Regions from separate parts of the Mus musculus genome. Here all the other regions are linked to region 2. A link is a contact called in public Hi-C, HiChIP or PLAC-seq and promoter capture Hi-C data. All regions are on one chromosome and are shown on one strand. Each heading gives the region's core, a stretch centred on a gene start, on an enhancer-like site or on the middle of the called end of the contact. The rest is flanking DNA. Distances are from core to core; before and after follow the strand shown.

Region 1 (7,238 bases), core at 541-3,040, 820 kb before region 2:
TCCCTCTTCTTGGATGACCCTAGTTTAACAAAGTTAAACAAAGTTAACAAAAAACAACCAACACAGCTTCCAAGAGGTGTTCTAGATTGTGTTCAGAGTTACCCAGCTCTCAAATTCTCGTAATTGGCTGGCTCACGGTATCCAACACATATACTTTATTTTTCTCTATTACCACTTCACACTGGTCCATTGTTGTGATTGAGCATGTGTTTATATAAAAAATTGATGAACATAGTTATGGATGCTGAGAAATCCTATAACCCAATCTTCTTTCTGTAACCTCCAGCCCAGGAAACAGTTCCATTGAGCACCTGAAGTGCCAGGAATCATGAGAAGCAGTCATGACAACAATTGTTTTTGAACATGAAAGAGTTAGTTGGACAGGGAGAGGAGTTATCATTTAAGTGCTCCTCCACCAGTTTCCACACTCATTTGCTTGCTGTCATCCAGCACTGCTTCCAGGCTACAGCTGTGGATACAGAGCACTTGACCTGCAAGGCCTAAAATATTTACTCTCTGACCCATTATAGAGTACAGTTAATTCAATGCTGTCCCAGGAGACTGGTTTTGAGAGTTTAGTATGTATACAAGTCACCTGGGGGATCTTGTTAAAATGCTGACTTTGATCTAGGAGGTCAGGCCCCAGGTTTATTCCCATCTTGCTCCCCAGGGAAGTCATGCTATTAGGTTGTAGACTACATTCTCTTTCTAGATTTTTCTCTCTTGTCATAGCTCCTGACCACATCGTCTTTCAAACTTATACTTATTTGAGTTTCTTTAGGTCCATTGAGCTTAAATCCCAATTACTTCTATGTCTCTCTAAATTGTTCTAGTGATGATAAGGATCATACATCTTCCAGCACAAAACTATTACAAAATAAAATAAAAATCTTTGCATTCATATATTAAGTCAGACTGTAGGGTTGATATTTAAGCTTTCTGCAAGCCTTTAGAAAGCAAACACTACACTTCAATTATGAATGGAGAAACTGCTTACTATGCAAATTGCTGGGTGACCAAAGAATTAAGAATATGATATTAATTTCTCTTCTTAATCTCATTTTCAGAATTTTCTTGAGGAGATATCAATAAACTGTAATAGGCAATCATGTATGAAAGTTTACAGACTATGAAAATGGTTTATTTTGTCACTAAGAATCATACACTCAAGCCTTTTAAGAGAAATTTTAAGTAGTTAAGCAAGATGAAGAAGAATTTTGACAGTAAAAATTAGCCAATTTATTTTGCTTTTCTTCTAATCAACAGAAATTTCTACCTGAACTATTTCAGTATATCTTGAGAATAAATGTAATGTGATTATAGGCTACTTGAAAGGCATCCTGGAGACATAAAAAGCAGTTTTAAGTGTTTGGCATTTCAAAAATCCTCATAGCAACTCTGTATCTCTACCAAAAATTATATGCAACTCCACTTCACTATCTAACACATTTAGATGAAATAAATGCAAGTAAATACTCTTTTCATAAATGTGCCCAAAGAAATGTAATAGAGAAAGTATACACACACACACACACACACACACACACACACACACATTCAGGTCTTGCAGTATTTGAGCTCTAAATATTCTAAGAGTCAACACATTTGTCCTTTAATCAACATAATAGTTTTGGGTTTTTAGTTTGTTTCTATTAGCATTCAATTATTAAAAGTAGCAGGATCAGAAAGAAAAAAAAAAAAGCAAGCAACCACCTTGATATATCACAGTTTATCCACATGGTGGAGCCATGTGGCTTAGATCCTGGAGGTTCCAGATTTATTATTCTCATCATTGTGAAACAACTAATTGTAAACCGAGCCAATCAAAGTCCTACATGTAGATTTCTCGGCTACTATGTGTTCTGCTCTCCGAAATCTCTCACTTTAGCACACTGAAATGTTGTTCTGACCCAGTCTGCTTTCAATAGTAGTAGTTCTCAGACCTGGGTTTTGCACTAAAGCCAAGTGCTTACCTGGACAGCTTTTAAACTCTGTCTACTCCTTAGCCTAAGTGAACAGGATCTTTCCACGGTGATACATGGGCAGTGATGGATTTTAAGGCTCCACAGGTAGTTCTATAATGAAATTGATGCTGCATACTTTACTATTGTAAATGTTCCAAAAAAAAAAAATCTAGTTGCATTGTATTTTTGGTAAAAGCATTCACTGGCTCCCTCACTGACTCAAAGATAAAATCAACCTCTTTCACATGATGAGCAGACCTTCTATAACATCTGACCATTTCCTTCCGACTGTCATCACCACTCTCACCTACTTCAATCTGTGCAAACTCAGCCTATAGAATTGCTTCCAGATTTCTAAACTTCAGACTTGTCTACACGTCTAAGCTTGTGCTGATATGCCCAACAATGAATAGAGTAGATAATTATTAATATTTATTGAATGGCAAAATTAAAAATATAAATCAGCTCTCTTATATTTAATGCAGGAATATCTATTTATGACAAACACATCTTAAATGTTTGCTTACCTTTCCATGGAGTGGAGTACAGCATGTAGCATCTCATCAACCAGCAAACCTTGCATAGATTTTAGGGATTCTATGTTCTGCCAACTGACTCAACTTCGAGGTAACATTTGAAACCTCCTCAGGAACCGCTGCTCCTCCTTTATCTCTTTTCTCACTCTAAATTTAAACTCTAGTACCAATGTTTGAAGCAACAAAAGCGTTGCTTGCATGTGAATTATGCTCCAGGCATTCTTTCTGAATTTGTAAGACCCTGGACAGTCATTCGGAATGTTTGCTCTGATAATAGTTCTCGTTCTAGAAATGCTGTCATGCTATCAACCTTTATCATTAAGGCTGATTTCCCCTCCCCACCAACACACATATACTGAGGGCTGGGTATCAAACAAAAGTGCTCTATCACTGAGCTTCAAACTCAACCATGTAAATAGATTTAAATGTCCTGTAAATCAGAGACAAACTAGTAGATTGAAGAAAAAACTGATATAAAATACTAATATACCTTCCTGCCAATGCAGTGATTAAAAGGCAGTAATTAATTTTTTTTTCTTGAATAACCAGATCATGTAGGTAAAAGTGCTAAGGTCCAGAATAATAATGAGGTCCAGAAAAGTCATCTTATTTCAGGGAAACAAGATATGTTACTCAGGGCTCTCTAAAGAAACATAACTTATAGAATAAGTGGAATCTTACAGGCTGTAGTCCAGGTAGTCCCAACAATGGCTGTCTCCTGGCTGACAGATCAAGAATACAGTAGTTGTTCAGTCCACAAGATTAAATGTTTCAGCTATCCCAATTTGGTACTGGAGTCTCATGGAGGTCCTAGATTGTGGGCACTTTTCAGTCAACATTGGAATTTCAAAGAAGTAGGTTCTAACAGCAGTGAAAGAATGACTTGGGAACAGAATAGATGAACTTGTCATTGAGAGTGAGGAGAAGCAGGCAAGAAGTTTTCCATGTCCTTTCAAGTGAACCAGAAGGTGTGGCCCAGATTTACAGTGATGCTTCTGACCTCAAATAATACAACCAGGAAAAAATCCCCCATAGGAGTGTGTCAAGCTGACAACAACAGCTGTTACATAAGGGAAAAGCCTTCCAGCCTTGTGGTGGTTTGAGTGAGAATAGTCCCTAGAGGCTTACATATATGAATGTTTGGTTCCTAGTGCGTAGAACACTTTGGGAAGGATTAGGATGTGTGACTTTCTTGGAGAAAGTGTGTCCACACACTGGTGTGTAAGACTTTGAGGTTTCAGAAGCCCATGCCAGGCCCAGTCTTTGGCTCTCTGTCTATAAGTTACAGATGAAATGTAACCTCTCCATTACTGCTCCAAAACCATGCCAGCCTGCCTGCTACTGTGCTCCTATCCCATGATAGTCATGGACTCACATTCTAAAGCTGTAAACAAGTCCTCAACTAAATGCTTTCTTCTTTAAGTTACCGTGATCATCGTATCTCTTTACAGCAATAGAACACTAAGACAAGCTGAAATCCATATTTGGAATATGGACAGCATTTATACACAATAATAACCAAGAGGTTTTGCTTTTCTAACGTAAATTCAAACATGCTGCTCAAAAAATTAACTTGTGTTTTTGTGATGTTGAGTAGTCTTAACACTATTCTTTAGTAAAGACAATAGATACTAGTAAATTTTATTTACTTATTCATTTTATTTTTATTGGGATAGGTACTCATGAAGCTTAAGCTGGTTTTAAACTTACTGTGTAACTGACAAAGACTTTGAACTCCTGATATTCCAGTCTAGAGCTCCTAGGTGCTGGGAATTTTATTGCTTTTAATTACTATATTAGAAAATTCATACTTGGTGATATGAATGTTTTATGGTTGAAGGTCCTTGGACATTGGGATGTGTACAGAATATATTTTGTTTATATAGAGCAAGCATATATATATATATATATATTGAAGCTTCAGAGTCATGCTTATAAAACGTAGGGGCGCCGGGTGGTGGTGGCGCACACCTTTAATCCCAGCACTTGGGAGGCAGAGGCAGGAGGATTTCTGAGTTGGAGACCAGCCTGGTCTACAAAGTGAGTGCCAGGACAGCCAGGGCTACACAGAGAAACCTGTCTCATAAAAACAAACAAACAAAAAACAAACAAACAAATAAAAAAATCACCCCAAAAACATAGCGGCTTTTAGATATATGGGTTCTGGTTTCCTATGTAGCATTCAAGTTGCATACTTGAACAACAACTTACCTTCTTTATAAAATATAAACTAAAGATGCTGATATAATCAATTCACAACTTTAAATGAAAAGGACTTTCAGTTGTTTAATATATTGCTGTTGATAGACTCTTTCTTGTCCTCCTCTTCCTCTTCCTCCTCCTCCTTCTCTTCCTCCATTACCGGTGCTTTTTCTTTCTTCTGGGATTAACATTCTGCTGTTAGTAATGGTTGCTGATCATAACACACTGTGATGTGCTATGTGTAATACAGGCTTAGGATATCAACTCTACCTACTTGTAATTTGCCAGAGTTGTTAATACTTCCAGAATATTAGAGGATGATAGGAAATTCCTAGGTCAGAGACAAAGGACTTAATTTCTCACAGCACAGCCGACAACATTGAGCCCCAGCATACTTACATGATTCTCCTTGTCAAGTCTCTGAGACAGGCCAAACAAATACGTACACATACAGTGGGCTGCTGAGAGAGTCCAGAAACCAAGAGCTCAATGTCTTATTACAGAAACTGCTTGACATCAGTGTTTATATTTTAAAATCTGGCATATAGAGCAAAATCATACAGGACATGGAAGATATTTCCAAGAGTGTCCAGGCATTGGCTCTTCTTATTCAAATCCAGGAATTATTTCTTTAAATTCTTTTTTATTAAATGCATCATGTCTGACGAATTTCTCATCTGCCATTGAAATAAGAAGGCACATTGAAATAAGTAAGCCAACACTATTACTTACAATACCTCTCCTATCCTGTTTCTTATACTTCTCAAATTCATGACCTCTTCTTAATTACTTATTAATTCTTTATATACATATAATTGTTCACACACGCACACACACACACACACACATATATACACACACACATATACAAATATATATGTGTATATGTATCAACTCACCAACTTACCAAGTCGATTTGGTGTTGCTCTTGAGAAGTAAGACCTTGTGATAGAGTTCCCCACCTGTGTTGACATATCAATTGGTATTGCCATTATACAGGTCTTATTTGGGCAACCATTCTGTTGAGATTTCATAGGTGCTGTTTCCTGTGATGTCTAGAAGATATTATCAGACAGCGGGTATCCTGATCCTCTGACTCTCACAGTCTTTCTGCCCCCTCTTCTGTGATGCTGACTGAGGCTTAGAGGTAGGGTTGCAAAAGTTCTACCAGGAGAGGTGGGACACCTCATGATCATGTTTTCCCTCTGTATTTTAAGCCACAGGGTCTTACCTCTACATGAAGTGCTACAGGAAATAATGGGTGCTTAGAATCTGTTTTCTCCAGGGTTGAGCCCCCTGATAGGTTTTCCTATCCCAAGTAGTCATCCCTAAAGACATGTACATATGAGCAACATAAAATGGAGTTGGTAAGTTGATATATATATATACAAAATGCAATTATATTTATATACATACATACATACATATATAATTAATTAATTAATAATTAAGAAGAGGCCATGAGTTTGAGAAGTGTGGGTTTCTGTAATTATCTCCATCTCCTGTAAAAGAAGCTGCTAATGAGGGATGGCAGCTGCACTTTATCTGTAAGCACAGGGGTATTGTAACTATAGTTAGAAGTGATATTGGTTTGGAAAAAGACTAGTAGGTTTTTCTCTAGGGTCTGTGACCTCTCTACATTCTTTGTTAGTTGGCTAGGTTTATAGTCTGAGGCAAGAATTTATTTTATGCTGAAAAATAAGAATTTAAAAAATAGAATTTATTTTGTTAGGTAGGGCTTAAGTCCAATCAGACAACTGTGAGTTGTCCTTAAGATAAAAGTGCTACTGTTGTATAAATGACGGTATCTTGCCAGGCCAGCATGGGTGTGGCTTACATGCTATACAAATGGGTAGGACCAATGGTCACTTTTCTCGATTGGTAATTTGCATTATCACCCTCAGATACTATAACCACTAGTTTTCAAGAAGGAGGCTGTATTCTTCTCCAGTTCAACTTGATTCTTCCAAATCCTAGGTCCAAAGTGTGTGGTACTTTCAGCAATAGGGTCTTTCCTCTGGGAAGCAACCAATAGCAAGGGTATGACAGAGGATTTGTTGTTTTTGTTGTTATTTTTGTTTTGGGGTTTTGTTTTGTTTTGTTTTGTTAACTTGACTACATCTAGAAATAGCTAAAACCCCAAAATAGAGTGCCCAACCTGTTGAAGTGCTCAAGGGAATATAACTTTAGTATTCAGTTGTGAATATTAAATACATCTATTAAACATGATATATGAGGAATTTTTGCTTACTTTGGAGTAGGAAGATTCACTCCTACTATGGATCTTTGAGGTAGGAAGACATGACTTTAATCCAGATCCTTTGAATTGAAAGTTGACATGTGATTCAACTCAATAGACAGTGTTCCACTTTCAGTCCTGTTTAAAAAGATGCAATTCTTGTGTTTTCTAGTTTTGAATACATGATACAGATAATCTCCAGTTGCTAGTTAAAATAGTGTTTGTAGTCTATAAGAAAAAGTTTCCTACATTTTTTTAATTCTGTTAAACTATTAGACCAATGTGTGTTTTATATAG
Region 2 (6,990 bases), core at 1,452-3,951:
TAAATCCACACGAAGTTCTTAGCAGGCAGGAATCCATCCCTATCTGACTCTAGAACTCTGAAGCAGACATTTAAATAACTGTGGACAAATTCAGCACTCGGTCTATACTGCCCAGCTGTCAGCTTCTCAGGGAACCATGGAGAAATATGCCAAAGGAAGCAAAAGCCTAAAGGTAGACCAGGTATAGGCGTCATTACGTCATTACTGTGAATCCTTCCAAGTGTTCAGGATGCTTTTGTTGGTGATGCATTTGCCATACATGGAACCAGTGGGAGCCATCAGTAACTAGAGCTCAATCTGAACCTGTGAGGACAAAGGTCAATCTTCAATAAAGGTTTGGGAAACATTTGGCAATAAGGCATAGTCCCAGACAAGGGAACGATTCTGATCTCCAACCATTATTACTGGTTAATCTTTCTGCTCAACTCCGTGCAAAAGCCCGGGAACCTGTGTGATTTCTTATACGTTTCACCATTATACTGTATTTAATACCAGTTTATCAACGGAGCATCTGGGCAGAAATATCTGAACACATTTATCACATATAGCATTGTAATTATTTACAAGAAATCTACATTACACATGGGGAGGGGGGAGACAATCCCTAAAATTAAGAAAGTATGTATCCTCTGGGGTGCTGAAATTGGTGAGATATCTCAGTGGGTAATGCTATAGGAAAGGCACCTGATGAAAAAAAGCAATGCTACAGGACTCCATTTCTATGACATTCGGGGGGAAAAGGTGAAGTGTGGTGATGGAGTCAAGGTCAAAGGTCTCTCAGTCTCAAGGGTAAGAGAAGAAGCAACCATAAAGACAGTAAAGGAATTGGGGAGCTGTTGTTTCCTGCTTCCAGGACTGTGAATCCATAAAGCTTACAGAATTCAGCACCCTTAAAGAGCGGCTTTCACTGTATGTAGATTGAAATTTTAATTCAAGACTATAAAAGCTTCTCATGGGCTACACTTTTCTTTCCCCCATTCAGGAAAATTGTCTTCTGAGTATTCTGATTCCTTCTGCTTATCATATTCAAGATTTTAAATTTAGCATCAGCGCCAGCTTTTCCATAAAGCCTTCCCATGAGTATGTTTCCTCATATTCTAGCTCTTTAAAAGGAATAAGCATTACTCAGAGCTCGAATCTTTATGACTAAAACATGTCCTCTCCTTCCTCCAGTTTCCACACCCATTCCCTGACACGATTTTATGCCTCCTATCATGCAACTTCTGTGTTTTTGTAGTCTGTTACAGTGTTATGTTAATAGACATTAACATTGCATTAATATCACATTCTCTTGTGATTTGCTTTTTCATCCAACACTGCCTTCAAGATCGTCCATTCACTCTTAATTGCTGCCCTGTTTCACTATAGGAATGTACCAACTCGCCGCCGGTTCACTGCAGTCTAAGAGCTCTCTGAACTGTTTCCTGTTGGGCTGGGAAGCACCACCTACATATTTCCCTCCAGCTAGAGCAGGAGCAGCTCAAGGGCAGAAACCGTTCTGAGCTGCTTGCTGTTTCTTTTCCTAATTTCCGTGGCACCTGGGAACTGCCAGCCACGTGAAGCGCTTTGCCTGGAAGATATTGCTCTGTTCTCGGCACACAAAACGCCCTCGATTCAAAAAAAAAAAAAAAAAAAAAAGTGTTCGGTAAATAATCTTAGCAAAGTGCGTGTTTAAATTTGCTAAGCCCTCACTTGTCCACCGAGTAAGATTTAAGGGGAACCTGCTGCAATTTCCTCTAGAAAGTCCTGAAGGTATTTCAGGGCAGAAGTAGATCTATAAAACAAGGTCACGCCACAGTTCCGGTTCCTCCTAAGAGGATCTCCAAGCACTCTAAAAGCGCGGTTTTCGCGACGGTATTTTCCCCAACTTTTAAAGGAATCCAGGTCAGTTCAGTGCGTTATTCAAAACTTGAAAATGTTTAGGGCGGCTTGGAAGAGCCTTGGTCACAGTCTGCGTATGCATAATACTAGCAAATTCGCCTTCTCACAGAATTATTTTTCCTTTCCGTAGGTCCCAGGTCATGTTTCCGTACCTACCATTTAACTTCCCACCTCAAGCAGGTCCAGCGCCACTGGTCGTACTGCTAGCCGCACTTCCCAACCTTCCTGCTCCTAAGAAGATATAACACCCTTTGATCTCCTCTCCAGTGCTTTGTGGCTTAAGGAACCTTGATGTGCAAGACAAATATGCTCTGTAACTGTGCGCACGCGGAACCATCTATCATCACCCTGCCTTTAAACATGACCGGTACTTTGTGTGTTTCAGAGAAATTAATCTGCTGTTTAGTGGAAGAAAACCAAGGCAAAACCATCTTCCTGCATGCACCGTCTTCTTGCAGACTCAACAGCATTTTCAGTGTCTCGGGCTCCCGCTCCGTAAACCACAAACTTGACCTTCGAGCGGATTTCAAAAGCAGAGGTTTCCTCCCTCTCCCTCTCTGGCTCCTATGGAGCGCCTGGGCATACTTGTGGGTAGCAGCTGCATGTACCAGAGCTGGGAACTATACGTCGAGGAGACTTGGAGATACTAGTGGGCGGCAGGGTGGGGGCTGGGGAGCGAGGCAAAGATGGGCGGGAGGAGAGGGAGAGAGGATGGGGTGGAGGGGGAGGATAGATCTGTCTGCATATGCATGAAGCACCCAGCACTGCCCTCTTCCCAAGCAGCTGCTGTGTGGGAGGCGGAGGAGGAAGGGGGAAGGGAAGGACTAAGATGGGCGGGGCGGCAGAAACTGCCTTTAAACTGGACCTCGGTTTGGAGGGCGAAAGAGGTGATTTGCATGGCGTCCGGTGATTGGCTGAGGTCCGAGGGCTGGGTCTGAGAGGCGGCCTCTGAATGGTTTAAGGAGAAAATCTCTGAATTCTGATTTCTAAAGTCGGGACCGCCGGGTAGATGCAGTATGCAATCAGGACGCAAGGAGGCGCGATGTCCTATCTTTGTTCTGCTTAAAAGGTCTTTTTCCGTCCTCCTTCAGCCGTCCCCGCCCCCACCCCCACGCGCAGACTCACGCAGAAAGTGCAGAGAAACCCTGTGATCCAGTCAACTGGCACTGCCCCGTCTATTAAGAAAGATGAACGCTCCTTTCTCTTCCATCTCCTTCATGGGAGACCACTTTTCATTTCAGATTATCACATCAATAAATATTCTTCGAGGAACAAAAAAGGCACTTTGCCAAAAGATAAAAGAATATATGTGAAATGTGTGGACTGTAGAGAAAGGCACTACACGAAGGCAAAAGAATAGAAGCACATATGTAAATAACGCACATAATCACATCAAGAACACAAAACACAAGGGCAGATACAGACAGGGCACCCGGAGAGAACGTGGGCTGCTCCCAAGGTCCTCAGAGTCTGCATGCTTCCCACACGCAGAGGCACACACCCGCTGATGAGCCAATGATCTTCCCCAACACACAAGCACACACACATAACACACACCTCAGAAAAGGCATTCACGCGAATTCACACGCAGTGAAAATTTTGCAGAGGAAATACTAGAGCAGAATTAAATGGTTTATCCCCTCCCCCTCCAAAATATACTCAAGCAAAATGATTCTACTTGCATATTACTAATACACGCAGGGCACTGAAAGGAGGAAAATGGCTCCAGTTGGGGCACACAGTGGAGAATACGTGTGTACAATGCATACACAGACACACGCGCGCGCGAGCATCTGTGGGCGGGACACACCCACAGCCTGTGTCCTCTGCCCATGGGCACAGGCAGAGGACAGATTCCATCAGCAGCGCTCAGTACAATTGTCGGAAGAAGAAACCCACCCTATTCGGCAACTATGAAACATGTCAGAGTGCCAAGGGTTTCTAAGACCCAGATCAATACATTCTTGTTACAAAAGTGGTCAAAAAAATAATTGATGCATCTTAGATAATTGAGTGCTGTAGCATATTCGCTCAAACAATACTTCGAAATGACTTCAGCCTGAAGATAGCTTTCTAAACTGAAAAAAAAAAAAAAATCCCTAAGAAATTAGATGTTCATTTGCTTTCTCTTGTTTTTTTATTATTATTATTTTTAAATAATAGTATGAATGCTAGTAGAGACAGCATTTTTCTCTTCCTCCAAAAGAGGGGAACTGATTTTGTTTTGTGAACCCAGGAGCTTTCCAGTTGGTTTCCCAGTGAAAAAGGTGGCAGGAGGGTCCTCTGCTTACCCTCCCAGCCAGACAGCACCACAAAAGGCATTATTACACATCCCAAATTGCAAGGGCTGTCTATATATTTACGAATCTGTTCAAATATTTAACCTCTTAACTTGCTAAATACCCCCTCTTCTTCCTTTCTCCTCTGCGCTCTCCCTCTCCCCCCTGTCTGTCTTCTCTCCAGTCCTTTCTTTTTTCTCTTTCTCTTTCTAAAAAGGAAAGGCATAGAAAGCCCCTTTCTGGAGTTCTTGGAGTGACTGTCACAGTCTCCACCTGACACTGTTTTACTAACGATTTCCTGTCCTAACAACTGTGGGAGCCTTTTTGTTTGTTTGTTTTTTGCAGTCCCAAAGACCGAGTTTGAACCCTCAGTTACATTTCTTAAGTAGAAGCGTTGAGGTTGTCCGCACCCCGCCCCCTCAGCGCAGCTTTTTAACAACTCCTAGGGAAAGCTTTGCCTACATCCGAGGGAGCTTACTGACACTCTACAAATCTCCTGATTCCCGACCCTCTCGATCCCCACACTCTTCATTCGGGATAAACGCTTCTTTGGGCCACCTCTTTCCTGTCAAGGGACGAGTAGAGGGACGAGTGCACAGGAAGAGATCTTCCAAAGACAGCCTGAAATTTTCGTTAGTGTGGGGTGAACAGGAGCGAGGCGCACGTCTGATGCTGGGACCGTCTGGGACCACCACCACAGAGAATCTCAGCCTAAATCTTCTTTTACGGGTCAAATAACGCATTCTAAGGGGCAGAGCAAACTGCGAAGGTATCTGGTGGTGGGCCTTTATGCAGGAACATAAGCTTTCGCAAACATCGAGGTTTCCTTATGTTGATGGGTACAGTGTGGGTACAGCGTGGGTAGAGCGTGCGCACAACAGACTGTGGAACTGACCCCTCACCTCCCAGGCCGCTGCCCAGCCCAGCTCCGCAGGCGGCAGCCCAGGAGAGGGTTCCCATCGATGGATCAATCCACAGATCCATTCCCCCAAAGTGCTCTTGCCTCACCTAGGACTTTCTCCCGTGACACCATTTAAAGTAGCCTGAAAGTGCTTCTCCATGCCTTTGAGGGAGAGGGAGTCTCAAAGAATGTCGGGAAAAGTAAAATAAAATAACAGTGCCGAAAGGAGATTGACTCTCAGCGAATTTCCTCTGGCCTAAAAAAAAAAAAAAGAGAGAAAAGAAAAAGAAAAAAGAAAAGAAAAAGAATAACTTTATTTATAATCCGCTGCCAGCCTTATTTCAGAGAAGATGAAACAATGAAGGTGCAGTTTGGCCAGACAGTAAGATGAGTTTTCATTTGCCCTTTGTTCAATGGTAGGTACATACCAGTTTCAAAGAACTTCGGGGATCCCTCAGCCTGCAAGGTAATCCAGCTCCTAGCCCGCATAAGCATCTTACAGACAAACAGCCCTCAGCCCTGACACTTGCCCTCAGCCAAACTCAAGTTAGGATCACACCTGTCAGTGGTCCAAGAAACTCTCGCCCCCAGAACACCCCAGCAGCTGGACTAACTTAGTGAAAAGCTAAGCTCCCCTCAGTATGGCAATGAACTTTGCTCGCTGCTGTCGGGAGCTAGCACGCCCGCATCAACAGCTCTCAGGGCCCCGCCAAAGCCTTGAGCAAAAGGATAACATACATATTTTTAAGTGGCTTACAAATAAAAAGAAACTAAAAAGAAAAAAAAAACCCAACAACAAAAATAAAAACATTTATGCTTGCTGAAGAGGATGAAAAGCTGTTTGAAAACCAACCAGAACACAAGTATGTTCCCTTTGTGTGCTACATTAGAGGTGGAAGCACACTAGTACTGCATACCGTAGGCACACCCTCTAAAATGTGTGGGTTCGCAGGACTGTATGATTGTCCACCTACTGCTCAAGCCCAGAAGAAAACTGCTACGGTTACTGTTGTTCTAGTTTCTTATCAGAAAAGATATTCATTTGAACACATTATCTAAATCTGCGTAAGAATGAAGGCTGCTTGTCATGCGTCCTTCGTTTTCAGTAATGTGTGCCACCCAATTAGAAGCAATTTAGGCAATCAAGACCGTAGGAGAGAAGAAGGTGTTAAAAATAGGTTTTCTAAAGCCTCAGAACTCTAATTTGGAAGAAAATCTAAAATTACATATGTAACGTTTCTTTACATAAAATAAATACATAATCTGGGAGTCTCTTGTTCCTTTTTCCCTGGGGTCCCTCTCTCTTTGCCTGCCTGGTTCTTAGGTATTCATAAGAGAAGGGAAGTGTAAAGATCAGAAGAAAAGGGTCTGAGGTTTCTAAAATACCTAAAAGATCTGGGAAGGGCTTGGAACAGTTTTTCCCTGGCTTCTCTCTGTCACTATGTCCCCGGACCTTGGTTTTCTGACCCTATCTGCCCTGGCAGGAAAACCGCGGAGAGGTGTGGGGAGACCTAGGGACCCCCTTTCAGGACTAGAGTTCAGAGCCACGGGTTCCCTAGCTGCTTGGGGAAGGCGGACTGGGGAGGTGTGCTCTACGTGTTGGCAGAAAGTTGAGAAAGAAATCAGCACCTTCTGAGGCTTGGACTGGCAAAAAAGGTGAAGATGTATTGAAAGAAAGGGGAAAACACGAAGGTGCACGTGTCCACACAGAAGGGAGAAGGCAAAACTAAAAGATATAAAAGAAATGATAGCCTCCAGAGGACAAGAGAACATGCGACTTGGAGATGTCACTTGGCACTCATTTTTTTCTGAGGTCTCATAGTCTGAATGTGCTATTATGGGGTGAGAGTGAGAATGGAAGGAACTGGGACCCAATGGAGGATTTAGGCACACTCTTCTTCGAACCATGCCTGCCTACCAAGCACCCAG
Region 3 (7,464 bases), core at 2,256-4,755, 940 kb before region 2:
TGCCAAGTAAACTTTGTTTCTTTTGCTTATGTTCTTATGTTGCCTCCCACCATCTGATTATCTCTAGTGGTACCTGTCCTGGCTACATCTGACTGGAGCCTGTCCTTCCTGTGATCCTGGTTGTGTTAGAACTCTTCAAAGTCAAGCTCTTTCTGTGATCCTGTGATCCTGAGATCCTGAGATCCTGGGTGTGTCCAAGCTCCTAGGAGTCAAGCTGCCTCTGGGACCCTGAGATTCTAGTGTGACCAAGCTCCTGGGATCCTGGGCATATTAGAGCGCCTGGGATTGGAGCTTCCTCTAGGTGTTGTGGGACTGGCTGCACAGTTTGTGCCCAAGGTCTGCTCAGGGCACAGGCCCAGACAGACCGGAAAGAACCCATGCCACTGGTCTGGCCCAAGGCAAGTCTTATAAAGGACAACATTTAATTGGGGCTGGCTTACAGGTTCAGAGTTTCAGTCCATTATCATTAAGGTGGGAGTGTGGCAGCATCCAGGCAGGCATGGTGCAGACAGAGCTGAGAGTTTTTCATCTGAAGGCTGCCAGTGGGAGACTAATATTTCCATTTCCTAAATAAAAATTGTCCTTCAGTTTTTACTCATGAAGCTTCAAGAAGTTTATTTGCATCAGGGAATTTAGGAGGTTATAAGAAGATGACACAGAAGCACAACATGAAATAGAAATTAGCAGGAAAAAAAAGTAAGAGAAGTAGAAAAAGAAAAGAGGCCAAAGAGAAAACTAAATGAATTAGGAACATTAGTTTTGGGTATACTAAAAGGACACAAACCATAAAAGATAACAGAGATCAAGAAAGTGTGTGGGCTAAAGAGATGGTTTAACAGGTGAGGGCAATGGTTGCTCTTCTAGAGGACCTAGGTTAAATTCCCAGCACCCACATGGCAGCTAACAACCATCTTCAATTCCAGTGTCTGAAGTTCACTTCTGGCCTCCATGGAAAATGCACAATGTATTCTTCTGGACTCAGCAGAGAATGCATACACATGATACACAGACATACATGTGGGTAAAACACTCATGCAAATAAATTCCTTTAAAAGTGTGTAAGCAGTAGTAAAAGAAAAAAGGACAGATTTTCCTGGAACTTCAAATAAGAAATTATATTATATCACCTACACACACACACACACACACACACACACACACACACACACACACAGGGCCATGCATGCAACACATATACAGACTTTTCAAATAGACTTATTATTTCCTTCCTGCTGATAAGAAATTAATTTCCAAAGATGTGCAATGATATAATATAATGTTTATGCTTTTAAAGAAAGGTGCTATGTTAAAGGCAGCAAGCAGAACTGAGCTAGAAAAAAAAAGATGGACGATGAGTTGTTTCTGCAGTGAAGATTTCTAATTATACATATTTAAAAGTAACTGGGAGACAATATGTGTCTAAGAGGTATCAGGCTGTATTAAATGTGGATATTTGAGTGCTACCTAATTTTGGGAAAAGGAGAAGGCAAGTTTGTGATTGGAATTGGGAGCCTGACCTGAATTTTCAGGAACAGGGCATAGAAAAAATTGAGAAGATTGATAAATAGAGGTGGTGATAGATAACCAAACAGTCATTTCAAAGACCTGAATTCTAACTCGGATGGTTGATATGAAGTTGGGGTGTTGCACTTGTGGCTCATGAACTAAACAGTAGTTGGGACTTTAGAGTACATTTAAAAGAAAATCTGCTCTAAGGAGGCTGCTGTAAGAAGCAGCATTTCGTTTTGATTTTAGCGATTATGAATCTGCTTCATTTTGTTCTCCTTTGCTAGCTGGTTTAGAATACAGACCTTAGCAAACCAATACCCACATTTTACCCATCCACCGAATGAATGATACCTGTTCTTTTTACAGCTTTTCAAGTTTCTGTATATTGCCTCCTTAATTAGTATACTATGTTATAGCACAGTAGTACTCAAATTAAGTGTGTCAAAAATCACTGGAAGGACTCATTTAAACACAAATGGTGCATTTTCTGATTCAGAAATTCTCAGATAAAAATTTCTTTTACACCTAATTGGTCAGTTTAACGCTGACTTCTAGCTCCCTTATACAATTTACTTTCACTTTCTCAGCTGACACTTTGCACAAGAGGCAAGCACTACTACTGTTGAAATCAGTTTGATTGTTATAGATTGGGTATACAGGAATATGGAAATGTCCTGTCTGTACTTTGTCATTTCCCTTAATGGTACTCCTTCCCTCTTTCCCTGGTATTCTATCTCAGCCTCTTGCTATTCTCAGCAAGTTAGCTTGGTCAAACTTAATAGAGAAAGTATTATCAATAATCAGTTGCATTCAATGTGACACTTTCCAGGGAGAACAGAAAAGCTAGTACAGTACATGAACCCTAAAGGGCAAATTTCTAACACGGATAAATTTCAAGCAACCAGCATGATCTCTCTATATGAATGGCTGCTTATATACTATCTGCTTTCATATTAGCAAACTATAGATTCAAGGGTGCCACATACAAAAATATCTGGAAAAAATTCCACCTGCATAAATTTTTGTCATTATTCTAATAATAACAAAATAAATGATATTTAGATTATATTAAGAGTTGTGGATAAGCTAGAGATGATTTACTGTGTAAATGGGAAAATGTGCCCAAATTATTTAAGATAATAATTTTGTAACTCAACAGGCCCCTGGAACCTATCCCCAGGGAACATGAAAAGATAATTCTAACAGTTGAGTATGTGTTTATGAATTTATATATACACACAAGTACGGGAAATAAAACTTTTTCCTAGGGTTCATAAAGGGTGACATTGATCTGTCAAAGTTTAGACATGTAGTGTGTCTTTGGTATGTGTTGCAGATTTTTGCATACAAACTAGGACAAAATATATTGGTTTATGACTTCGGTGGCACTTTTCCTCTAAATACTACATTCCTTCTCTGACAGCCAAACATGTGAGGGAGACATTCGGTGAAGAGAACTTATGTATATAATGGTAGCATTGACTTCTACCTTCATACTCTCCATGGCTTCTTTCAACCGTTGTTTTCTCAGGTCCAAGGATCTAGGCTTAAATTATTTCACCTAAGTTATACGGTGATTTATAGCATGCGACGGAAAGGAATAAACTATGAATACTGTTTTGATTTTTGTTGCCGACTGTACGGGCAGCTAAGGCCATTTTTCTACAAGTTACAAAGCAGTGAATGGACTTCCTGGCGTCATCCTTTCCTTCTCATCGCCCCCTCGTCCCTCCAGTCCCTCGGGCCTGGAGATGAGCTATCTTCCTTCTCTCCCTGTAAACAAAGCCGTGAGAGGTAGGCCTGCACCGAGCCCGGTGGCGTGGAGGGACGGCCGCACCACACGTCCCGCACCCTTCAGTGGGAAGCTGTGCCACGCCTCCGCGCGCGCCCGCCGCTTCCTGCCCAGGCTGCTTTTCCTTCTCCTCTGTCCGGACGCGCTCCCGGAAGGCGCCTGCGCAGAAGCCCCCGCTCCGCCCCTCCCTTCTTCCCGGCCCCGCCCTTCTTTCTCTCCCGGGTTTCGCTCCGGAGAGCCGCAGGTAGCCCGCAGCGGAGTCGGGCTCTGCGGGCCCGCCCCCTTCCTCGGCCCCGCCCACTGCTCCCGACTCCAGCCGGCGGAGATGAGGCTACGGTGGCTCTGGCATAGGCAGCCCCACTGGTGGCTGCGGTGGGGGCGGCCGGAACCCGGGCGTTGAGGCGCGGCGGCGGCGGCGGCCGAGGCGGCGCTGCCTCAGCCGCTGCAGCGGGCTTCCCTTCCTCTTTAGCGTAGCCAGGAAGTTTGGCGCCCCTGTGCATGTGTGCGCGTGAGTGTGGGTGTGCGCGGCGAGGTTTGCCTAGCGTTTCTGCAGGCGCTGGGTTTTTTGCCCGCGTCGCTTCCCGTAAGCCAGCCAGCAGCCGCGGAGCTTGGGGCTGTGGCCCGGGGAGGGGGCGCGGCGGCGGGCGCTCTCCTTTTGTTGTTGTTTCCTCTGCCTGGAGAGCTGAAGGGGGACGCGCCTGGGTGGGGCGGCTCGCAGCCCGGGCCTGCTGGCCCCCGGGGCTCCCGGGCGGCAGGGTAGCTAGAGGAGAGCGGGCTTCAACATGATGGCGGCCGAGGCGGGCAGTGAGGAAGGCGGCCCTGCGACGGCGGGCCCCGGCGGCGGCGCGGCCACGGGCTCCAGCGCCTACTCGGCAGCGTGCCGGGTCAAGTTACCCGCGGCCCTGCCGGTGGCAGCCGCCCCGTGTCCCGGGCTGGCGGACGCCGACTTGGTTGCGGCCCTCGGTGGCGGAGCCGCGTCGGGGTCCGGGTTCCTGGGGACCGGGCCGGTGGCCGGTGTCTTGGGGGGCGCCGCGCTGACCGGCAGTGCTGCTGCTGGCGTGGCTGGTGCTGCGGCCGCCGGACCTGCGGGAGACGTCGCTTTCACCAAGGGGACTCTGTCTTTGCCTGCTGAGACGCTCGGGCCGGGCGGCGGATTCCCTCCTCTGCCGCCGCCTCCTCAGCTGCCCCCTTTGGGCTCCGGTTTGGGGACCGTGGATGAAGGTGACTCCCTGGATGGACCAGAATACGAAGAGGAAGAGGTGGCCATACCGCTGACCGCACCTCCCACTAACCAGTAAGTCAAACTGCTGTTGAGGGATTGTGGAAGCTGGCTCCGTGTAAGAAGTGGGAAAGAAGGGGCAACGACACATACCGTGCTCCTGCCGCTGTGATTTGTTTGACAAGTTTTGAAGTTTCAGGTTCCATATATAGGGATTTAATTTGATCAGTCATTTTCCCCTACAGGCACTCTTCCTGGCGTCTTCGTATGTTTATTGCTCTTTTGGGAAGACGTAAAAGTTTTTAAGATGGGAAGCATGGGAAACTGTATTCAGTGGGAACCGGATATGGTTCTGCCCCTTCCTAATTGAGATAGTGTCCGGGATTCAGCAGAACTTGGCACTATAAAGGCAACCGCTGTCTATTGTAACTCCAGTGCTCCCTGCTGAAGTCAGAGGCGTTGAGTACAAGTATTTAAATGACTATATTAATGTAAGTTGCAAATTCATAGGTCAGAATGTTTTGTTTTTACTGCAGCTGCAAACTCCTACTTAATGTCTGCTGGAAGCGTTGCGATTCATAAAAACACTAGATCTCTTTAGAGAAGTGGAGAGAAAAAAAAAAGTTCTGTGAATTACAGACGTGATTAAGAGCCCCCAGACTGAACACTAACTTGTTCCTTAGAATTATTAGATTTATTTATTTACATATAAATATATGCAATATGCAAATATGTTTTATATATTTATTATATCCATGACACTAAATATATTAAATATTTTTCCTTTTAGCATTTTGTTAGTGGAAATTAATTTGGTAGTTGATTGTGACATGATCAGGGCAAATGGCTCTCCCTCTAAAGTTAGAGTTCTCTCCTTAAAAGTGTTCTTTTCATAAGTGAAATGGGTATGTATTTATAACTGTAGGTTGATCTTGATGAAGGGAAAGTGTTGAGATGGAAAGTAGTAATAATAGGTCAGAAATGTTTTATAGATCTTTCATATCAATCATAATTGACCCTTAGAATTTCAATAGCATTGGTGAATATTAGGGAAAAAAGATTCGTTTCATATATTGACACTTTCTAAACACTTTAGAAGTTTTCTTTGGGAGGGTTAGCTTCTTTAAGAGGCTTAAGAAATGACTTTAAAATAACCAGGGAGGCATTTTGTAATGCGAGTACACTTTTGATTAGTATGGGTATTGTATTGTATCATAATGTAATTTGAAAATGCATTGGTCACAAGGCTTTGTTTTTGATGCATTTGTAAATTTCAACTTAGGTTTATTTTGATACAACCAGGTATGGTGAAAGGATGTCCTGTTTCTTTTAATGTTATTTGATACAAAGAATAACTTTTCATTCAATATTTTTCTCTAATTTGTATCTGTGTATTTCAGTCTGTCAGAAATGTTCTGAAAGGCTTAAAAAATTGCAGCACACTGTACATACTTTTGAAAACAATTATGTTTTTATTATAATAAAATACAGTATTTAATGCTGAAAGAATAAAGTATTGTGCCATTTTTGTAATTGAGTTAGGCATATTTAGAGTCTGTTTTTTAAAAAGCCATTTGAAGTTTTAATAATTTTATTTTATGGGTATGAGTGTTTGCCTGCATGTATGTATTTGTGCTGTGCCAGCGTCTAGTGACAGAGGCCAGAAGAGGGCATCGGGTTCCCTAGACCTGGAGTAACTGGTGGTTGTGAGCAGTTCTGTGGGTGATGGGAACCAAACACTGCTTTTCTATAGGAACAGCAAGCACTCTTAACTGCTGAGCCATCTTTCTAGTCCCAGGATATTGCTGTTAAATTATTTCTAATAAAGTCATTTTTTTGTTTTTTAAGACAGGCTCTCGTTCTAGTATGAGATGACCTACAGTTCTCTGAGCAGCCCAAGCTACCCATGAATTTGTGGTGAGCTGCTCAGCATCTCAAGTACTGGGATAGAATAGGCTTGAGACATCAGATTCACTTTCTAGTTTCTAACAGGCTTTTAAAGAGGAATTTAACATTGAGAGTAAAATTGAATAAGATTTTTAGACTAAGTTTTAAAGAAAAAGCATGATTATTTGGGAAAAATTTTGTTTGTGAGAAGTCTATTAGTATTTTCCTTATTTTAAAATATATTTAGGAATAAATATAAAGTTTACTAAGTGTTCATATTAAAAATGTCATATGTATATATGTGTATATATATATCTATATTTGTTATTTTTGAGGTTACAATTTAATTACTTCTTTTCCTTTTCTCCTTTTAAATCCTCTCACATATTCCTCTCTGCCCTTCTACAAATCCATGACCTCTTTTTAAAAATTGTTACTTAATGCCTCTTTTTATTTGTTTATACATACATATTTATATGTGTATGTATGTGCATAAACACACACACATTTCTGAGTATAACCTGTTGGATCATGTGTACATAATTCTTATAGTGCTGTGAATCAAATCCAGGGCTTTGTACATAGTAGACAGAATATCTGCCACTGAGCTACCTAGACAAATTTTCTAGTATGCCTTTAAAATTTACTACTAATTATTCAAATCCACTTCTTTTTTCCTTTTTAAAATAAGATTTATTCTCATATCACAGTCCACACTGAGTTGCCAGGAAGCTCAGTGTGTGTTCAGGAGCCTCAGGTGCTCTAGTTAGTGATTCCATTATCATCTCTTCTATTTGTGTGTGTGTGTGTGTGTGTGTGTGTGTGTATGGTACATGTATGTGGTGTGTGCTCAAGTATGTATGGATGCTCTTGCCTGGGTGTGTGTAGTATATAAAACTGTCAGGTGTTCTTTTCTGTCATTTTTCTCCTTATTTCTTTGAAGCCAGGTCTTTCTCCAAACCTTGAGCTCGAAAGCACATTTATTTACTATCTTCCAATAAATAGCCTCCCCCCATAAAAATATAATTTTCTTTTCATAAAACTGTTTAGTAATTCT
Region 4 (7,500 bases), core at 3,509-6,008, 840 kb before region 2:
CAAGCCATGAGAGTAATAATAAGGTAAAAAGTGTTTTGGACACCCTTAACACCATCTTTTTTCTTCATTGTTTAGCTTGTACCACAAGTTACCTATTCCCATCCCAGTAGAAAACACAACACTAAGAACCACATAAACTAATCCTGAGACATTTAAGCCTGGGATATACTCAGTAGGTAGTGCGCCTGCCAGGCATGGATGCAGCTCTGCATTTGATCCTGGGTACTAAGTAGAACCAGATGTGTAGTGCCTACAATCCCAGTGAGGTTTAAGCAATAGGACCAGGAGTTCAAGTTCATCCTCTGGAATATAATAAACTCAAGGCCAACATGACTCTTAGAGGACAGACACAAGAAAACAAAATAAACAAAGCTACCAAGAAATCAATAACAATGTCACCTCTATTATCCTCTAATCAAAGTTTTAAAACCTCTTAGGGCAAGAGTAGCAGCTGGAACATAAATCAATGAGCATTTCAAACCAGAACTGAGTTTAGCAGAGTTGAAAAGTCACTAGTTTATATTCTAATCTCAATTCCACTGTAAAGAATATGGGAAGAAAAATGCGGATGTCGCTTAAGCTCTCGCCTCTCCTGCTTCTCTTGCTTTTCCAGCCCTCTTGCTACCTCTATCCCCTCCCTTCTCCTCATGGCCATGGGCAGCCTCTCCTTCTCTACCTTCTCTCTCTCTCTCTGCCTTTCCACAATAAAGCTCTAAAACAAACAAACAGAAAAAGAAAGGAATGTCACAACCTGTACAGCACACTATAAAGTGACCCAGGAGATGCCCTTCCTCTTAAAATATAGCAACTATGAATTAGGCCTTTAAAATTTTTACAAAATTAATTTTTCTCACATTCATTATACTGATACAAGTATGAAAATACCAGTATTTAAAAAAATGTGACTGATTCATATACAACTTTCATGTAAGCATGTTATGGTGGCTAACGTACATTAAGATTCACACCTTGATCCAGAGAACTAAGCATCTGGAGAGAGGCCACATTTCAGTCTTGCTTTTGTCTGGTATGGCTAACAAAGTTAGTGCAATGACTCACTTTTCAGCCCAAGATTCATGGAGCAACTACGCCTTCCCCTCAGTTTCAGCCCAGTCCAGCCAGAAGCAGAGGATTACCAGGCTAGGCACTCCAAGAGTCACCAGAGGGGAGGAGTCTAGGATTCTAGTCATGGCAAGAGAGCCATTTTCTGATGAGATGGCCTGTATTGAGCCACACTGTGAGAAGAAATAAACTACTAGATTTTTTTTTTTCTATTATAGTCTGCCAAATAGTTTGGGTCCTATTTAGTCTGCAGTTAGGAACTACTTTAACCTCAAAGATAACTCTAACGTAAATACCATTTTGCTACTTGTAAAGAATAAAAGATCTTTTTCCTTTCTGTAGGCTTCCATTTTTTCCTACTGATGGTGTCCTTAGCCATGCAAAAGCTTTCCTATTTCATGAAGTCCCATTTATTAACCTTTGATCATAATGCCTAAGCTAAGGAACTCAGGAATTTGTCTCCTGTGCCAATGAGTGCAAGCAGTTCCCTACTTTCTTTACCCCATCTGCACATGAGTTTAGTGCAGGGTAATATATATGAGTCTATTTGCAGACAGCCACTTAGACCAGCACCATTTGTTGGAAGATGCTTTTTTCCCCCATTGCATGGTTTTGGCTTTTTTGTCAAATATCAAGTGTTCATAGGTATGTGGGTTTATTTCTGGGTCTTTGATTCTATTCCATTGATCAACCTGTCTGTTTTTATTCTAATACCATGCAGTTTTTATTACTATTGCTCTGTAGTATAGCTTGAAATCAGGGAGGGTCATACCTCCAGAAATTCTTTTATTGTACAGGATTGTCCGACAGAGGACTAATATCCAAAACATATAAAGAACTCAAAAATTAGACATGAAAAAAATCAACTAAACCAATTAAAAATGGGGTATAGAGCTAAACAGAGAATTCCCAACAAAGAAATCTCAAATAGCGGAGAAGCACTGAAAGAAATGTTCAACATCTTTAGTCATCAGGGAAATGCAAATCAAAAAGATTCTGAGATTCCTTCTTACACCCATTAGAATGACTAAGATCAAAAACTGAGCCGGGCAGTGGTGGTGCACACCTTTAATCCCAACACTTGGGAGGCAGAGGCAGGCCGATTTCTGAGTTCGAGGTCAGCCTGGTCTACAAAGTGAGTTCTAAGACGGCCACAGCTATACAGAGAAACCCTGTCTCGCCAAAAAACAAAACCAAACAAACAAACAAACAAAACTGAAGTGACAGTCACCAGCCACATACTGGTGATGATGTGGAGCAAAGGGAACACTCCTCCTTTGCTGGTGAGAGTGCAAACTTGTACAAACACTTTGGATATCAGTTTGGCAGATTTTCAGAAAATCAGGATTAGTTCTACCTTAAGACCCAGCAATACCACTTCCCGGCATATACCCAAAGGATGCACCACTATACCACAGGGACACTTGCTCAACTGTGTTCACAGCAGCTTTATTCATAATAGCCAGAAACTGGAAGCAACCTCAAGTGAAAGGCCAACCAATGACTGGCTCAATTTGAGACCCATTCCATGGGAAAGAGCCAACCCGACACTATTACTGATACTCTGCTGTTCTTGCAGATAGGAACCTAGCATAACTGTCTCCTGAGAGGCCTCATCTAGCAACAGATGGAAACAGCTGCAGAGACCCAGAGCCAGACATCAAGAAGAGCTTGGGGAGTTTTATGGAAGAGTGGTGGAATTGAGCAGGCCAGAGTTGTAAAGGACTCCATAGGAGGGTCTACGGAGCCAACTAATCTGGGCCCATGGGGCTCACAGAGACTGAACCACCAAAGAGGGCTGGATCTAGCTCCCCAACCCTCCACATTTGTACCACATGTGCAGCTTGGTCTTCATATGGGTCCCCTAACATCTGGAACAGGGGCTGTCTCTGACTCTGTTGCTTGCCATTGGATCCCCTTTCCCAACCAGAATGACTTGTTGGGCCTCAGTGGTAGAGATGCTTAGTCCTTCTGGGGCTAGATGTCACAAGGCAGGGTGGTACCCAAAGGAGGAGGGGCTTCCCCTTCTCTGAGAAGGGAAGGGAGTATTGGTCAGAAGAATTTGCAAACGGCAGGAATGAGAAGAGGTGGTGTGCTATTGGGATATAATGTGAAAAAAAAATTATGGAGGAAAAAGAAGGGAAAAGTCTAGTTCAATTCTCTCAAGCCAGCTAACAAGCATATTCTTCTCTCCCATCACTTACCACAACAGACCGTGGCATAGCTGGTTTAAACACTGAACAGAATTCCAATAATCTTTTTTCATAGTACTTGCAAAGTGTCAATTCTTCATGAGGCTCCAGAAACACTGGATCATTTGGAAGAACCTTTAGACAGAGCAGACATTTCAATGTAAGGTCAGTGAATTCATTGTAAGACCGTCTTATCTGTCCTGCTTAAATTGGACTTATACCACCAACAAAAAATAGACCTGAAGCTTTCTCTCTTTGTTAAGTTTACTAAGCATCAAGCAAAATATCTAGGAGAAGAATAAGCAAAAATCAATAAACTGAATCTAGGCTTTCATTTTACAAGTTCTCAAACTGTCAGCTGGACATTTTTAAACAGTCATGACAGAGTATGTGTCAATTCACTCCCAGGTTTGATACCATTATTTGTAAATTAAAAAAAAAATACATATTTTCATGGGTTGGAACTCTCCCAAAGTAGCTTTTGCAGTAAATCCATATGTCACCAAAATTAAAATAACTCAGTTCATTGTCTACCTGTTTTGTTGGTACAAATTTTATTTGCCTGAAATTTGTAGAAGCTACTATAAAGTTATCCAGGGCCGTACACAGAAATGAATGGGAGAGTTGTAGGAAGACCTGGATAGAGGCCCATAGAACACGCATTACTTGTGTCAACTATTTTCTTTCCTTGTACAACCTTCTGTGTGAAGGTTGTTTCTGGAAAGCAGATCCAACAAGCCATCATCCCCCCATTTCAAGTCTTTGAAAAGTTCCTTTCAGTTTTGGCAAGAATTTCAACCGCCTTACACTTCCGCTTACAAAGTTGCTTGTGCACGTTCTTCAACCACTGCTGCAGAGGTACAGCTTCATCCATGAGTGACCACCAGCACTCCAGGCACTTGCCTGCCAGTCTGACTTTCCACTAGACACCAGCCTATGTGTGTGCCCTCCCTCCTGCCATCTACAGAGAATGATTTGTCGTGACATCCTGCAGGACAAGTGACCAGTTCGAGTCCCGCACTAAGTCCGCACTCTTCCAAGGCTCTTGCCAGTCCCCAGGATGTCACTCAGACCTCTGCCACCGCCAGCCCCGGACTTGGCTGTCGCGTCAGTCCCTGTCTGCACTGACACAGCCAGGCGAGCGCTCTACAGGCTTCCAGCCTGCAGGCAAAGCGGGACTTCAGGAGAGGTCCCAGGTTTAGGGTGGGCACAGGGGCTGGCTCGCGGGGACCTCACCTTCCCGTTAGCCACAGCTTTGCACTTGAATTTGCGGTTGGCGTCCGCCCGCAGGCGCGCCAGCTGCTCCTCGCTAGCGAAGGTCCAGTGCCGTTTCTGGCTGCTGCTGTGATACATGCTGTAGCCCTCACGGGCCGCAGGGCCGCGACAAAAACAGCGACACTCCGAGAGACAGCGACCACGAGCGACGGCCAACGCGCGAACCCCCGCCCCCGCCCAGACCGCGGACGCGTGCGTGACGTCCCGGTCACGTGCCAGCGTCTGCTCTGGAGTTTCCGGAGCCGGTGGGAGGTGTTCCGCAACGAGGGAGGGCGGAGCCTCGGGGCTCCCAGGCTTTGGGGAGGAGTCTGAAGGGCGTGACCCAGGAGGGTCAGAAAGTGGGCGTGGCCGCAGGGATCCAGGTTCCAGAGGACGCCTGGGCACAAAGAACCATAAGCCTTCATTTCTTTATTTTTTATTTTTATTTTATGCCCATTGGTGTTTTGCCTGAATGTATATCTGTGTGACAGCTTCAGATCCCTTGGAATGGGAGTTTCAGACAGTTATGAACTGCCCTGTGGGTGCTGGGAATTGAACCCAGTTCATATGGATGACACAGTCAGTGCTCTTAACCACACATACACACACACACACACATATATATGTATGTATGTATATATATGGATGGTGACGTGGTTATAGGTAAAAGTGGGAGGTGAGCACAATGGATTCTGGGAATATGGTGGCTATTGTCTTGGCAACAGGTCTGTGGGTCTCGCCTACATGATGTCACGAGTTTCAGAGGTCCTGATACCAACAGGGAGAGCACAAAGCAATCCCCCCACTGCCATAATTTGTGCAGTAGAGTTTCCTCTCATTTTTCCTGCCTTTCTCAGCTCCTTATTGTCTCATTATATACTAGAAATCCATATTTAGTTCATGGTGGTTTCAAATTTATGATCCTCCTGCCTAAGCCTCTCAAATTCTGGAAACACAGCCATGCATCAATGCCCTCTTTACATAATCTTTAGGCCACATTTTGCTGCATCTAATTGGAGATTATTCAAACAAAATGCATTCTAGTCTTCCTAGAAAAGGAACAAGTAAATTAACAGCTCAATGACAAAGATACTACTGTTTCATTGGACACCACCAAGACATAAATTATTAACTGGAAATTTTTCAGTGCTTTTTAAAAAAATAAACACAAATGTCTTTGTACAGCAGTTCTTAAACTGTGCTATGTACTATTTGTAGACAGACTAAGTTTTTTGAGCACCAATATAACTTGTAATCCAAGAGTTGTAATCAAAGATCTGGCTTTACAGAGCATTTATTGCCTCTTGGTCTTCAAAGAAAGGTTTTATGTACTTCACTAAAGTTACCTGCAAGACCGTCCTCTGCCACATATGAGGCCAGCACCGTGGGTCAATCAATGTGTACTCTTTAGTTGGTGGTCCAGTCCCCAGGAGCTCCAGGAGGTCTGGCCTGTTGACACTTGCTCCCTCCATGGGGCTGCAACCCCCCATCAGCTCCTTCAGTCCTTTCTCCAACTCCTCCACAGGGGACCCCTGAGCTAAGTCCAGTGGTTGGCTGCAAGCATCTGCCTCTGGAAGAGCATCTCAGGAGACAGCCATATCAGGCTTTCATCAGCAAGCACTTCCCAGCACTCACAATAGGGGCTGGGTTTGCTGGCTGTATATGTGATGTATCCCCAAGTCAGTCAGTCTCTATCTCGATGGCATTCCCTTCAGTCTTTCTCCACACTTTGTCTACATATTTCCTTCTGTGAGTAATTTGTTCACCCTTCTAAGAAGCACTGAAGCATCCACATTTTGGTCTTCCTTCTTCTTAGGCTTCCTATGGTCTGTGAAATGAATCTTGGTTATTCTAAACTTTTGGGCTAATATACACTTATCAGTGAGTACATACCTTGTATGTTCTTTTGTGACTGAGTTACCTCACTCAGGATGATATTTTCAAGTTCTATCCATTTGCCTAAGAATTTCATGAACTCATCGTTTTTAGTATCTGAGTAGTACTCCATTGTGTAAATGTACCACATTTTCCATATTCATTCCTCTGTTGAGGGACATCTGGGTTGTCACAATGTAGGGGAATGTGAGGATGAGAAGACAGGAGTGGGTGGGTGGGTGGGTGGGTAGAAGAGCACCTTTATAGAGACAGGAGAAGGGGGGGATGTGATAGGTGGGTTCCGAATGGGGAGACCTGGAAAGGGGAAAACATTTGAAATGCAAATAATGAAAAAAAGATATCTGCAAGAGCACACATAGTGCTGGGAATTCTTTTCTTGCTTTGGGGAAATTTTCCCATTTCTTAAAGTTTTATCCTAGAAACCCTAGGACAAGGAGAAAATTAAAAGAATTCAAGATTGTGTTTTCTCAACAGGAAAGGAAGAAAAGGGGACCAGAAGAATAAGGGATCAATTTTACTTATATAACTTGGAGTAATTTTTGCATGTCGGTGTGTGTATGGTATATGTGTGCATGTATGTATGCATGTATACATGTGTCACATGCATGTAAAAGTCCAAAGTTGATGTTAGGTATCTTCTTCAATCTTTCTCCATTGTATTAATTGAAGCATCACCTTTCAATGAAACCAAAGTTCCGCATTTCCTGCTAGGCTGACTACATACTCCCCATCTCTGCATTAAGAGTGTTGGGCAAGGTTACAGGTGGCTAACAAGCATACTAGTTTTCACTTGAGTTTTGTGTATCCTAACTCTGGTCCTCACAGTTGAAAGACAAATGCTTAATCCACTGGGCCAACCTCTTATCTCCAATTTAGAGTATTTTAAGTTGAATCTTGATTACATTTTCTTAACTTACCACCTTTATTTCATCAACACAAAGTTTCTGATTTTGGTGACACACAATAAAGGAAGTTAAAGAAAAATAAATAAACAAAGCCAGGAATGGTGGTGAATGTCTAAGGAATCTGTGTTCAAGGTCAGCCTGGAACAAAGCAAGTCCCAGATCCAGGCTTGGTAGTACACACCTTTAATCTG

What was found. Promoter capture Hi-C pulls out the DNA fragments that hold promoters and counts their contacts. Hi-C and Micro-C count contacts between places; a contact is called where the count stands out from the background. HiChIP or PLAC-seq counts read pairs in DNA pulled down with a chosen protein or histone mark.
Region 1: a contact with region 2 is called in an H3K27ac HiChIP or PLAC-seq map of VIP interneurons, with 4 times the contacts expected there. The contact joins two enhancer-like sites. A contact is called at or near these places in 11 of 484 Hi-C or Micro-C datasets (cerebellar granule neurons, cerebellum, cerebral cortex and 5 more) and 8 of 115 datasets of contacts at active chromatin or transcription factors (VIP interneurons, astrocytes, embryonic basal ganglia and 5 more).
Region 3: a Hi-C map of cerebellum shows a contact between it and region 2, with 4 times the contacts expected there. The contact joins the promoter of Rasa1 here to the enhancer-like site in region 2. A contact is called at or near these places in 1 of 484 Hi-C or Micro-C datasets (cerebellum) and 2 of 115 datasets of contacts at active chromatin or transcription factors (astrocytes and embryonic hindbrain).
Region 4: a promoter capture Hi-C map of hippocampal neurons shows a contact between it and region 2, with 3 times the contacts expected there. The contact joins the promoter of Ccnh here to the enhancer-like site in region 2. A contact is called at or near these places in 1 of 39 promoter capture datasets (hippocampal neurons) and 6 of 115 datasets of contacts at active chromatin or transcription factors (astrocytes, embryonic forebrain, embryonic hindbrain and 3 more).

The regions. Positions count from the first base shown.
Region 1 is chr13:85,159,468-85,166,705 of GRCm38.p6, reverse strand. No RefSeq gene overlaps it. Among named protein-coding and RNA genes, the nearest start is that of Ccnh, 26 kb to the left of the region's middle. Within about 2 kb of position 1,790, at least 13 of the 459 cell types and tissues checked have an H3K27ac peak or open chromatin away from gene starts, as enhancers often do. A contact at or near this core is called in VIP interneurons, where this site is marked.
Region 2 is chr13:84,343,947-84,350,936 of GRCm38.p6, reverse strand. Gm41011 (a long non-coding RNA gene) reads right to left here. Exons shown (of 2, transcript XR_873707.3): 1 at 2,038-6,990; 2 at 1-303. Among named protein-coding and RNA genes, the nearest start is that of Gm41011, 3.5 kb to the right of the region's middle. Within about 2 kb of position 2,701, at least 244 of the 459 cell types and tissues checked have an H3K27ac peak or open chromatin away from gene starts, as enhancers often do. A contact at or near this core is called in VIP interneurons, astrocytes, cerebellum and 4 more, where this site is marked.
Region 3 is chr13:85,285,527-85,292,990 of GRCm38.p6, reverse strand. It overlaps Rasa1 (RAS p21 protein activator 1), which reads left to right and starts at 3,505. Exons shown (of 25, transcript NM_145452.3): 1 at 3,505-4,595. The coding sequence starts at 4,084.
Region 4 is chr13:85,186,643-85,194,142 of GRCm38.p6, reverse strand. It overlaps Ccnh (cyclin H), which reads right to left and starts at 4,758. Exons shown (of 9, transcript NM_023243.6): 1 at 4,491-4,758; 2 at 3,267-3,389. The coding sequence starts at 4,607.